Regions from separate parts of the Oryctolagus cuniculus genome. Here all the other regions are linked to region 2. A link is a contact called in public Hi-C data. All regions are on one chromosome and are shown on one strand. The core of a region is the stretch at or near the end of the contact, and the rest is flanking DNA. Distances in the headings are between cores, read along the strand shown. Region 1 overlaps LOC103347947 (a long non-coding RNA gene). Region 2 has its middle 300 kb from the start of CLINT1. Region 3 overlaps EBF1 (EBF transcription factor 1).

Evidence for each region. Hi-C and Micro-C count contacts between places; a contact is called where the count stands out from the background.
Region 1: a Hi-C map of an unstated tissue shows a contact between it and region 2, with 12 times the contacts expected there. The contact joins two enhancer-like sites. A contact is called at or near these places in 4 of 6 Hi-C or Micro-C datasets (liver, psoas muscle, skin fibroblasts and 1 more).
Region 3: a contact with region 2 is called in a Hi-C map of embryonic fibroblasts, with 6 times the contacts expected there. The contact joins two enhancer-like sites. A contact is called at or near these places in 5 of 6 Hi-C or Micro-C datasets (ear pinna, embryonic fibroblasts, psoas muscle and 2 more).

What each region holds. Positions count from the first base shown.
Region 1 is chr6:46,017,676-46,021,317 of mOryCun1.1, reverse strand. The region is part of intron 2 of LOC103347947 (a long non-coding RNA gene); the gene reads right to left. Among named protein-coding and RNA genes, the nearest start is that of EBF1, 5.8 kb to the right of the region's middle. Within about 2 kb of position 1,412, at least 1 of the 8 cell types and tissues checked has an H3K27ac peak or open chromatin away from gene starts, as enhancers often do.
Region 2 is chr6:45,065,008-45,068,887 of mOryCun1.1, reverse strand. No RefSeq gene overlaps it. Among named protein-coding and RNA genes, the nearest start is that of CLINT1, 300 kb to the right of the region's middle. Within about 2 kb of position 2,372, at least 2 of the 8 cell types and tissues checked have an H3K27ac peak or open chromatin away from gene starts, as enhancers often do.
Region 3 is chr6:45,601,306-45,605,462 of mOryCun1.1, reverse strand. It overlaps EBF1 (EBF transcription factor 1), which reads left to right. Exons shown (of 16, transcript XM_008255335.4): 16 at 680-3,837. The coding sequence ends at 711. Among named protein-coding and RNA genes, the nearest start is that of EBF1, 410 kb to the left of the region's middle. Within about 2 kb of position 1,667, at least 2 of the 8 cell types and tissues checked have an H3K27ac peak or open chromatin away from gene starts, as enhancers often do.

The sequences.
Region 1 (3,642 bases), core at 163-2,662, 950 kb before region 2:
ATCTCGTGCCAGTTAGAATTGCTATCATCCAAAAATCAAAAAATCACAAATTCTGATGAGGATGTGGGGGTAAAAGTACCCTAAATCACTGTTGATGGGAATGTAAACTAGTACAATCATTATGGAAGACAGCATGGAGATTCCTCAGAAAGCTGAAATAGATCTTCCATATGGCCCCGCCATCCCACTCCTGGAAATTTACCCAAATGAAATGAAATCAGCATATGAAAGAGTTATCTGTGTTTATTGCAGCCCAATTCTCAATAGCTAAGATAGGGAATCAACCTAGATGTCTATCAATTGATGATTGGATAAAGAAATTATGGTATATATTCACTATGGAATACAACTCAGTCATATAAAAGAATGAAATCCTATTTGCAACAAAATGGATGCAACTGGAACCCATTACGTCTAGTGAAATAAGCCAGTCCCCAAAAGACAAGTATTATGTTCTCTCTGATATGTGGTCGTTAATATAGGGTACAAAAATGTATAGGAACAACAAAAAGATGCTCTATAGCATGACTTACTGTGAAGTTAAATTGTGATTGAGTCAGCGGCAATAATGATCCTTGAAATGCTCTCCTATTAGGGAGGGGTGAGAGCCACGAAAACATATTTCCTGTCCAAAGTGATATGACAGCGCCAGGGAAAGCAGGGAACGGTCTCAGTGATTCCCCAGGCGAGCGGTGCTACACCAGGTGGAGAAGAAGGTTCCGCCAGTGCGCGAGGAGAGGGTAGAGAGTGACTGTGGCCCTGGAGGCTCTGGCGGAGAAAGTTGTGGAGGGAGGATGAGAAAGGGTCAACGCGAATAGAAACCCAGTGGAGGGAACTGGGGAGCTAGGCAAGGTCCCGGCCTTCAGTGGCCTCGACGGGAGGGGGCTGGAGGATCGCGAGGTGGCGCTGTGGCTCCATCTCAAGGGAGGATGCGGCGCCCGCGGGTCACCAGCACGCCTAGGGCGGCCTCCGAGAGGTGGGGCAGGGCCGCCTCGCTGGGTTTCGCGTCGTCTTTACGGCAGCCACCAAATAATGACCGTGAAGATAATAAATAAAAAATAAACACAAAAGCAAATAACTCGAAAGCGGACTCCTTTGCGACCCACGGCATCAATAATCAGAAACTGTCGGCGAGGAACAATTAGGAGCGCGGAACTGTCCAGCAGGGACCTTTGCGTGTAATTGGTTCGCCAGCAGCGGGAACTGGCTTCATCCTCCCGTAGCGGAGCTGAGCCGAGCTGGGCGCTAACCCGAGGCCTCCGCGTTGGCCCCGGGCCCGGTAGGCTGTTCCCAGCTACCTGCAAAGCCAAAGGAGCAAAATTCTGGTCCCCTGGCCTTGGACCCTCTCATCCTGCCTGCTGCTTTCTTCCGGCTGGAGGTGGATTTTTAGGACTTCTTTGCTGGGTTTGACACAACGCTTACACTGGAACCACATACAGGTTCAGCCTCACACGCACATGTGCGATGCTGTTGCACAATGTACACGTACTTCTGCACTTGCACACTCACTGAAGCCCGCCTTTAAGTCACGCATGTACACACTAGACGTTTGCTCCCGTGGCGCTAATGCCTCCTCAAGCCCGGGCATATGCGGCCAAGTGCGCGCTCTCTTTCACCGTCACACACACACACCTTAGTACAGGCCCACAAACCTGCAGCCACACTTCGCTCGTGCAAACCTTTTTGCACACTCACATCGCAAGTATCTCATACTGCATAGCCAACAAAGACCTGCCCAGCGCAGTGACCCGTAAATATACAGTGAATTGCGCGCCTCGGGAAATACGCGGGCTAACTTTTTGCTTCCAAGTGTCTTCAGCTTGTGCGCTAAATTCGCCGTTCCTTCTCCAGCTGACCCCTAAGGCCCACACCGCCCTTTCTCCCCACCAAGGTTTCTTCCACCGGGCGTACGCTACTGCAGGACGCTTCTTTACAAAAACGCTGGAGAGCTCCCTTCTCCCTCCCTAGAGCCTCGTCTACCGTGGGAGCGGGGCCCTCCTCTGAACCGGAGACCACGGATAAGAGCCGCGGAGTGCGGTGTGGTCACGCCCGCCCCGGGGCACCGTCGACCTTAGCGACCCTTTCTGGCAGTACCCCCAGATGTATTCTCCCTACTTTGCGCGAACCTTCTTCTCTCTTATGAAAGCGTGCCTGCAGGTGTCTAGATTTCTGTCCTCTAACGGGCATCGGGGACACTGCGGCAAAGTCCAGTGCTGACCGTGTTTCATTCAGGCGAGCTGTCCTGAGCCCTCAGACCTCACCCTGGACTGGCAGAAGCAGCTCACTAGAGGCCAAATGGCTTATGTGGCAGAGCTGGGGTTGCAGCCGGCGCTTCCCCATCGCCCCCTGTTCCCGCAGGTGGGCAGAATCGTGAGTGCGCGTTCGGTCGGCACACTTTTCGGAATTTCCCCCTTTCCTCTCTCTCCTCCGCTGCCCGTCCACAGAGGACAACGTGTGTCCTCGTTCCTTTCTCATTCGGGAGAGGGACTCCAGGCAGCCAAGGGACCCACGAGCGTTTAGGGGGCAGGAGGTTTGCACCTCCGCTGGGTGAATGGTTTCTCTGCAGCGTTAAGGATAGTCTCTGATGAAATTCTGGCTTAGCTACCTTATTAGCCTCGGACAAGTTTTCTGTTTTTCTTTTTTCCTATTTCCCTCACAAGGCCTCAAGTTTGCTCACCTGTAAAATGGGAGTGTTCTTATCTGTCTGCTTAGTCTGCGGTGGAAATTCAGAGACTTCATGCCCGTAAAGCCTTCCACAAATGGGATCTATTATTATCTGGGACCGCCCCGGGGGAAACCCGAGAGAGGCGGCAGGCTCGCTCCCGGAAAGTTTCGGCGGGTACCCAGAACCCAGGCTTCTGGTCCCATGCCTACCACAGAGCCCCCAAGGTGTCGTGTGCGCGTGTCTTTGTACCTGTCTGGGCCTCAGTTTCCCTGTTTGCACCATGGGGGCGAGGTGTGCTCCAAGGGGCTGGAAGTGTCAGCCTCGGTGAGTCAAGGGGCCTTCGCGGAAATTCCAGGGTGGGAAACAGAGGTCAGAGTCCGGATTTCCGGTGGAACCCCAGTCTGCTGCTCCCAAGAGTCCCCGAGAGAGGCGGGTGGAGGCCACGAATCAGAGTTGGGGTTTTGCGGGCGGTGGAGTCCGGGTGCTCCGCCACTCCTGCTGGCGCCAGGGGTGCGATCAGAAGCTCCAGCGGAGCTGCGCCCGCGCAGGTCCTTGCTGTCCCACAGCCCCGGGGCGCCCACCTTCTCCTATCCCTCGCCTTCCTCGGACCGCACCTTGGTCTCTAAACACCTTCGCCCCGGACTTGAAGTTGCAGCGCGCGTCCTCTGTCTCCGGCCGTGCGTGAAAGGGCTTTGCGCCTTTGCGCGTCGCCCTATTTTCACCTCGGCCCAGCACTTAAGGGGGCGTTTGCCCTCCCCACTCGTTCGCAGCAAATGGCAAAGGAAAGGGGACACCCTCTCTCAACGACGGCGGGCCCTCACCCGGGGAACTGAGACCTAGGGAAATTTGTAAAGGACAAGTCCCAAGCCTGGCCTCCTGGGGGCGGGCGAGCAGAAAGGATTCCCTCTTTTCCCGGGACGTCCCCGCTGGCCCTAGTTGGGCTGTATTTCATGAGTCTCTTATCTTTTGGGGAGAGG
Region 2 (3,880 bases), core at 1,123-3,622:
TCCCCTGAACCATTATCTGGTCCTCAGCAATCATAAAGGGAAGGGCGCTAACATCCATGGGTCATCTCATTCAATCCTCATTAGAAACCCACCAGATATATCTGATTATAGTCCCAATTTTTTTTTTTTTTTTGACAGGCAGAGTGGACAGTGAGAGAGAGAGACAGAGAGAAAGGTCTTCCTTTTGCCGTTGGTTCACTCTCCAATGGCCGCCGCGGCCGGCGCACCGCACTGATCCGATGGCAGGAGCCAGGAGCCAGGTGCTTTTCCTGGTCTCCCATGGGGTGCAGGGCCCAAGCACCTGGGCCATCCTCCACTGCACTCCCGGGCCACAGCAGAGAGCTGGCCTGGAAGAGGGGCAACCGGGACAGAATCCGGCGCCCCGACCGGGACTAGAACCCGGTGTGCCGGCGCCGCTAGGCGGAGGATTAGCCTAGTGAGCCACGGCGCCGGCCTAGTCCCAATTTTTTTAAAAAAAATATTTATTCATTTATATGAACAAGTGACAGAGAGACAGAGACAGACAGATATCTTCCATCGGCTGGCCCATTCCCCACGGGCTCCAACAGTTAAGGCTGGGCATGATTAAACCCAGGAACCAGGGGCTCCACCACCCAGGTCTGCCACAAGGGTGTCAGGGACCCCAGTACTTGAGCCGTCACATGCTGCCTCCCAGACACACTAAGAGGAAGCTGGATTGGAAGTGGAGTTGTTGGCACATGATATGGAATTCAGGCATCCCAAGTGTTAATTAACCAGGAGCAGCACAAATCCCACCCCCATACCTCAATTCTACAGATGAGTTGTTAAAGCCCATAGCAGTGAAATGTCACATACAAGGGCTGCCAAATGCCCATGGAAAATACGTAACACATAAAAATTACACATGAATATTCACAAAAAAAAATTTACTAAAATAAACTCACTTTTCATTCCATTCTTCCACAAACTCTAGAAGACTTCTCATGTGTCAGAGTAAAGTGGTAAAACTAGAAACTAGACTGTGGCCATCAGTCTCCAGGGGCCTCTTAACCTCCATCCTACATTACCTTTTTTTTTAAAGATATTATTTATTTGAGAGGTAGAGTTTCAGAAAGAGAAGAAAAGATATAGAGAAAGGTCTTCCATCTGCTGGTTCACTCCCCAGATGGCCCCAATGTCTGGAGCTGAGCCAATCCAAACTAGGATCCAGGAGCTTCTCCTGAGGCTCCCACACAGGTGCAGGGGCCCAAATACTTGGGCCATCTTCCGCTGTCCTCCCAGGCCATAAGCAGAGAGCTGGATCGGGAAAATAGCTGAGACATGACCCAGTACCCATATGGGATGCCAGCACTGCAGGTAGAGGCTTAGTCCACTAAGCTACAGCGCCAGACCCGATCCCACATTACCCTTAACCGCTTTTCCCCTCTTCTGCCCTCTCAGAGCTTTCACCCCTGTCCAACCACAAGACACTGTCACAGGGACCACAATTCAACTCTTATCCTGGAAGAGAAGTGGTGCCTCCGAACCTGGAGCACCGTAACAGAGCAGGGACAAAACCTCTGTTCGGACAGTAGCTCTGTCAGATGTCTCCGACAGCAGGCTGCCAGCCAGTCAGAGGGCAGCTGCTCACAGCTGCATTTCAAAGCAACACACTAAGGTAAGCTACTAACGTGTGGACTCAACCACTCCACAACTTGCTTAAAAGCCACACTGTGTTTCCTGCACAATGGCCGCAGGCCAAAACACACACATTCCAGTTTTTACGACATGCAGGTAAGCATTCTATTAATGGCCCCTTCCCTGTTCCCTCACTCTCACTTGTGTGTTGTGCTCTGCTTGTTCCTTCTCCTTGGTTTTTTCCTGTCTTAGCTCAGCTCTGCTCTCTGCCTTCCTAGCTTCCAGGACCTCCTGATCAAGGCTTGCTTGCCCATCTCCCACCTGGCTTTTCTGCAACTTCCTCACTGTGGCGGTTTCCCCTCCTTCTGGACCTTGATCAGATTTTCCCCAGTGACTCAGCTTCCCTGCCCCCATCTTCCTGTTGGCCAGACACAGCCTCCATTCCCTGCCTTTTCAGTGTCTTGGCTCCAGCAATGAGGACGTGAAATCTCACTCCAGTTCCCACTTCTCCCACTTCCGGCAGCCTCCATCCTCTCTCCTCCTCCATAGCTACTCCCCTTTCCTTCTGGACACCTGGTCCCCTTCTTTCACTCTCCTTCCCTCACACCCTTCACCTCTGCCCTTTGCTTCCGGAGACTCTCATCTGTCTTCCCCTCCAGCCCTTTGAGTCCCCTCCTGGTTTTCACCTTCCCCTCCCCTTATCTTTGTTTTTCTTCCTTCTGGCTGCTGATAGAGTAGGAGAAGTTGAGCCCCAGGAGCCAGTCTGTCTGTCTAAAATGAAAACTGCACAGACAAGGGGTCTTGGTGCCTACATGCAGTCTGCTCCTGACTAGAGCTGAGCTAGAAGGCTTCAGAGTGCAGTCACTCCGCATGCCAGGCATCCAGCTCAGTGCACAGAAGGCAGAAAGAACCAACTGTTCCTTTCTTTCAGTGATCTCGTGGAAGTCAAGGCCAAACATCAGGTTTGAGACATGTCATTAGTAAGATGTAGCTTTGGGGAGGGACTTCATGACTAAAACTGCGCCCTCCCCATGATACACATACACACACACACACACACACACACACGCATGCACTCACACATGCACACACAAATCTTTTGTCAGAGTAAACAGCCCTTTTCAGCTGTAATGCATCCAACTCTCACACTGCAAAATAAAAATTCTAAAAGGAACCAGAAGCACTACAACAGGAGATGTTGCTGCTGGAGAAAAGGCTGCTTCCAGCCCCTTACCTCCAGCCCAACAATACTTTTCAACTTGTGCTGTTCCTGTTTCCTTAGCAAAGCTTCCATTCAAGCAGAGCCGGTGCCTTTTCTTAGAGGACAGCGCCATCTAGCAGGTGAAATTCCAAACCCTTAGCTAAGTGCTGAGACAACCTCCCAGCTCCAATTTCTCTTTCTCTCAGCCAATCAAACTCCACCAGATCTGAAGTGGTGATTCAACCCGGTGGCTTTGGATATCTGAATAATGGCTTGGACCCCTCTCTGGAGCTATGTGGCACTCTTTGTTCCTCTGTCATTTCTGCTTTATCCCTTCTGTGATGACCCTATTTCCATCTGAATTTATGGGAGGGACACAATTAAGCCCATTAGAAAGGCAAATCATTTTTATTTCCCTTGCATAGCCTGATCAATCAGTAGCAGCTTATTAGACCTCTACCAAAAAGACCGAGAAGGATTCTAAGACCAAGTGCACATAAACAGGGAAGACTGCTGTGAAACACTGCCAGTGCCTGCTGAAGGCATGGGCACGTACGGCAGCCGCATGCTGGTCACATGTTTGCCTTCCCTGGAGTAGAGCATGTGCAGGACCCAGCTGCTGCATAACACCAAAGACATTCCAAGGCCACAGCAATTAATCTTCTCAAACCCCTCCTCTTACAGAGGAAGCAAACTGAGGGCCAGTCAGGTGATGTCTTACATAAGACCTCCCAGCTCTTTTGTAGCAATATCAAGACTATACCCTAACCTCATATCTCTTCTTCTATCATCCTTTCCAATATCTCAGGTTGCCTCTAGTGACATTCAGTAGGGGTAGAAATTCATATTGCCTCGACAAGAGTACCCAAGTCCTGCAATCTCATTCACCCAAGAAGGAAACATCTGAAGAGCACTGCCCAGAGTGGGAGCTCTGGCTAGAGTCTGTGACCGACTCCATGGCTGCTCAGATAACTAGGCACAAACGATCTCGAAGCCACACCTTCACCTTTCCAGAGAACATAGTGGCACCAGTTAGTGACGGATGCCATTGCTACAGGCATTGGCCTGGAGAGTGGAAAC
Region 3 (4,157 bases), core at 418-2,917, 540 kb before region 2:
AGTCAGAACATTCCAGAAACCAGGAGCAAAGCAGCGGTGAAGACCTTCCGCAGCTTCATGCCAACTTGTCTCCCCCTCCCGCTCTGAGCTTTCCCCCAACTCCACATTCCCAGTGAGCAGGCCTGCCGTAGTAGCGGCTGTGTTTCCTGCAGCCTGAGGGCTGATGCGAAGGCATTCAGAAGGCTGCCCTGTGGCTCCATTTTTGTGCACAGCAAAGTCGTAGGTGGTGGTGGTGGTGGTGTTATTGTTGCTTTTAGAAAATTACTGGCAAATGGGATGGACCAATTTATATTCTGGATGTGAAGTCAGGGCCGGGAGGTGATGTGGGTAAGAGGGACAGATTGAAAATTTTCACTGTTTTGCAAGGTTTGGGGCTGTAACTTTCCCAATGGTATTCAAACTATTTAACTTTCCAGTCATGTTTTTAAATTGCAATCAGATTTGGAGTGATGCTTAGGCTATTCTGTTCTGATGGAGATACATACGCATGCTGATATACTATAATATTTAATACAGTACATATATGTATTATAACAAAAACTTACTCCAGAGATGATGAGAGCACGTGTGTGGGTAATATTCAATCAATGTAGATGTGTATGCATGCTTTTTATTTTTTTTTCCCCTCAGTGAGAAGTTTGAATGCTAAGCCATTGACTTCTGTCTTCTCTTTCCATAGCGATATCTGGCATGATTGTTCCTCCCATGTGAAAGGATTGCCTTGAAGAATTTTATTAATGAAGAGGTTGGATTCTGCTACAGAGAGTAATCTGATACAAGTCCCAGAGTGGAACTTTTAACTCAGGCCTTTTTAAGAGGAATCACAATAACTGCAGATTTTTAAACAAACAAAAATCACCGACCTTGCAAATACTGAAATTGGAAGGAATCTGCCAGTGCAGGGTGTTGGTTAAAGTTGTACCTCCCGAGTGTTTGGGGGATATATTTATTCTGTACTGATAAAAGCAAATCCACTTTTTCTTTTTTTTTTTTTTTTAAAGCTTAACTCTGCAATCATTTGTCTTTTATAAACCGTAAAGCTATATACAAGGGACACTATAAATAAGACTCCATGTTTTAATTTATGATGTTTTTAAAGCTGTGTAAAGGGAGAATGAACTGGTGATATTTACAAAAAAGTTTGAAAAAAGAAAAAAAAAGCTTGTATGGGACAGAATAGGAATGCCAGTTAGATTTTTTAGAAAACTAAGGGTCGGCTTTTGCGCCTTAAAGCATATCAAATGGTAGTTAGCTCAGACCGTGCATTCGCAGTATCTAACTTCATCTGCCATCCCTTAGCAGTGCAAGCCTGTTTATTTATCTCTTTTATATTGTTGTCTTAAGTGACTGTGTATATAAATGCAGCCTGGAAAGTGAAAAAGCGATGTCAGTGATCACATTTTTCCCTTCTACTCAAAAAATCCAGTGCCTCTAGACAGATCATTCAAACTGCATATTTAAACCTGATATCCTTCCTTCTCTCTCTGACTTACGTCAGCCCCTTTCAAAGCCGCCGGCCTCTGAGAGCTCAGAGGCGCGCGGACTACGTGAGAATCTCTTTTGAGACTCCACAGAACAGGGTCCAGGCACAGAATTCCACACTCGGCCCTCCAGTTCCCAAGCCAAACTCGCACTTACACTGTACCAGCCTCACTGCTGACTTCACACCAAGATTCCAAAAGTTGACTAAAGCACCGTGGAGCTTATTTCGATTGTCCCATTCAAGACAGGGCCTGTGTCACTGAGCCTTCCGTTCACAGTGTCACAGATTCGAACAACACGTTAAGTGCTTTGGAATTAAGAGGAAAAGGAAACTGGGGGAAAGGGAAAGAAGGTGGAGACCTCCAAAACATAGTTTTGTGTTCTATGGGAATTTTTGCTCTCGGTAGCTGGAAAGTGTTCTTAAATATAAGAGTTAATGGCAAAGAGGCAGCAAAGCTCTGAGGATGCGTTTGCCTGATATTTTTTTCTTTGCGGTTGTGTTTTTGTATGTAGTTATAAATACTGTAGATTTTTTGTGATTTTTTGCCAAAGTTGTTGTTCTATTTATACATTTTAATGTCTTAAGACAGTTTTTCAATATCACAAAAAGATTTTACTGCATATTTTGCAAAGAAAAAAAGCTCACTACCTTTAGCTTGCACATACTTGCAAAGTTAATTAAAAGGCTTTTTGTTTTAAAGGGGATTTTGTAAAATATCCATATAAATAATGTATTTATCTTTGGAATTTGTACATTGCTTTTCCCTTCCTCTCTTCCTTCCACCCCCAATTTATTTTATTGTGTATGTTTGCTATGTGAAAAGTGCGTATTTGTTTGGTCACCTACAGTTGTATTAGCTGTTTCAATGTGATTTTTAAACATTTCATTTATAGTTATTTTTAGTATTGTTTTAAACCATGCTTCAATTTTTTTTATTCCCACCCAAAAGCCATTGTCTATTTTTGTATTATTTGTAAGTTAAGAAGTTTTTTCCAATATATGGCAAAAATAGTAGCATATTATTCTTGTAGTACTTAGTTCTGTAGATTTAAAAAAAATGTATCCTTTGCTTTGGAAGCTTACAAAAAAAACCCTATTGCTGTTTTACTCTATTAATATGCATGAATCTCTCCCTTTGGAGTGACGCATTTTGTGCATTAAATTTCGGGGGAGAAACTTCATAGAAATCAATGAACATACTTTCTTTCTCAAGTCTGCTTGTATATTTCCTCTGTCCTTCACATAAATATAAACCAGCAGATTGGATGCCTTAACCATGCAGATCATATTCATTTCACTTGTACATTGCAACTGTGCACCAGAACTCTCAGTCATCACTAACATTCTCAGAAAAAAGAAAAAGAAAAAAAGAAAAAAAAAAACAACAACAAAGAAATCGAAAAGCACAAAAGAACTGTTTTGTTACCTTAAGACAATGTAACTTTTTCTAGTAGAGCAAGAAATCATTTACAACAATGCTGCAACTGTGCATGCCCCCATATGGATTTTGCAATGGTTTTCACTAGACTGTCAGAGTGCGATTTTTATGGGTTGGGGCGGGCGGGGGAGGGGAGCAGCGGGAGGGAGGGGGGGATGAAAGCTGATTTTTCATGGTGAGAAATCATAATGATGATGACTGATAATAATAAAAACTGGAAAATGTAAGCAAGGTTTAGCATTGCTTCTCGGTACTCAGAGAGGTGGTCTGATTCGTGTGGTAAGTGCTGGCCTGAAGATGTATACAATGTAAAGCCATATTTTGTCTGGTGGGCCCTTTAACTGTTTGCGAAGGAACCAGTGGTCAGCCGGTGAGGTGTCCGGCTCAGCCCCGGCAGCAGACACCACCCATCTGTCAGCCATGTGCAGTGGTTAGAACTTTTCTTGAAAGTCCAAAGAGCCTTTAAAATGTGTATCATTTGTGTTTTGTTGCATCTGTTTATATTGATTAGATGAAAAAGACATTCTGGCCCTCTGACCCTCTTTCTTCTCCACAAAAGTTTTGTAAGTAAAGGATGTTCCCCTAAATACAGAATATGGCTTTAAGAAGAAAATGAAATAGAGAATTAAGATTTCGGTTTTGGGGGAATAACACAGCTTCTGGATGACTGGATTGGATAACATGCCCTGGCCTCACATTGTACTAGGATGCAGCTTAATGCAGTCATCTCTAAATCTACTAACCTTTCACCTTCTTATCAAAACTTTTTGAATAGACACACACTGTACAGTTCAATTGTTAGAGAACCTAACTACTGTAGAGATTGTTATAATTTTTTTTTTGCAAAAATTCAAGCTGTAAAAACTTTTCAACTTTCACAATATTTAATTAAAGTTACTTCCTGTCTGTGATGGCAGCTCCTAGTGGTGTATTCATTTCTGTTTCACATGAGCCGGAATCCTTCGTCATGTACAAGGGCTGTGTTTGCAATTACTCAGACCAGCGTTGACACTCAGGAATTAGGGTAGGCTTGGGATACCCACTTTCTTTGTAGATCCTTGGGGATTTGCTCATCTGGGATGCAAATTGAACACGCATAGCGTACTGCTGCCCTCTGCCGGCATCAGCTGAATGTGCGTGTGCCCGCACGCCCACACAGGAGTGTAGAGCCCTAACAACCTCACTAACCAAGCAGTGAGCCCTGGGCTCCCATACCCCACAGTGCCTGTGAATCCA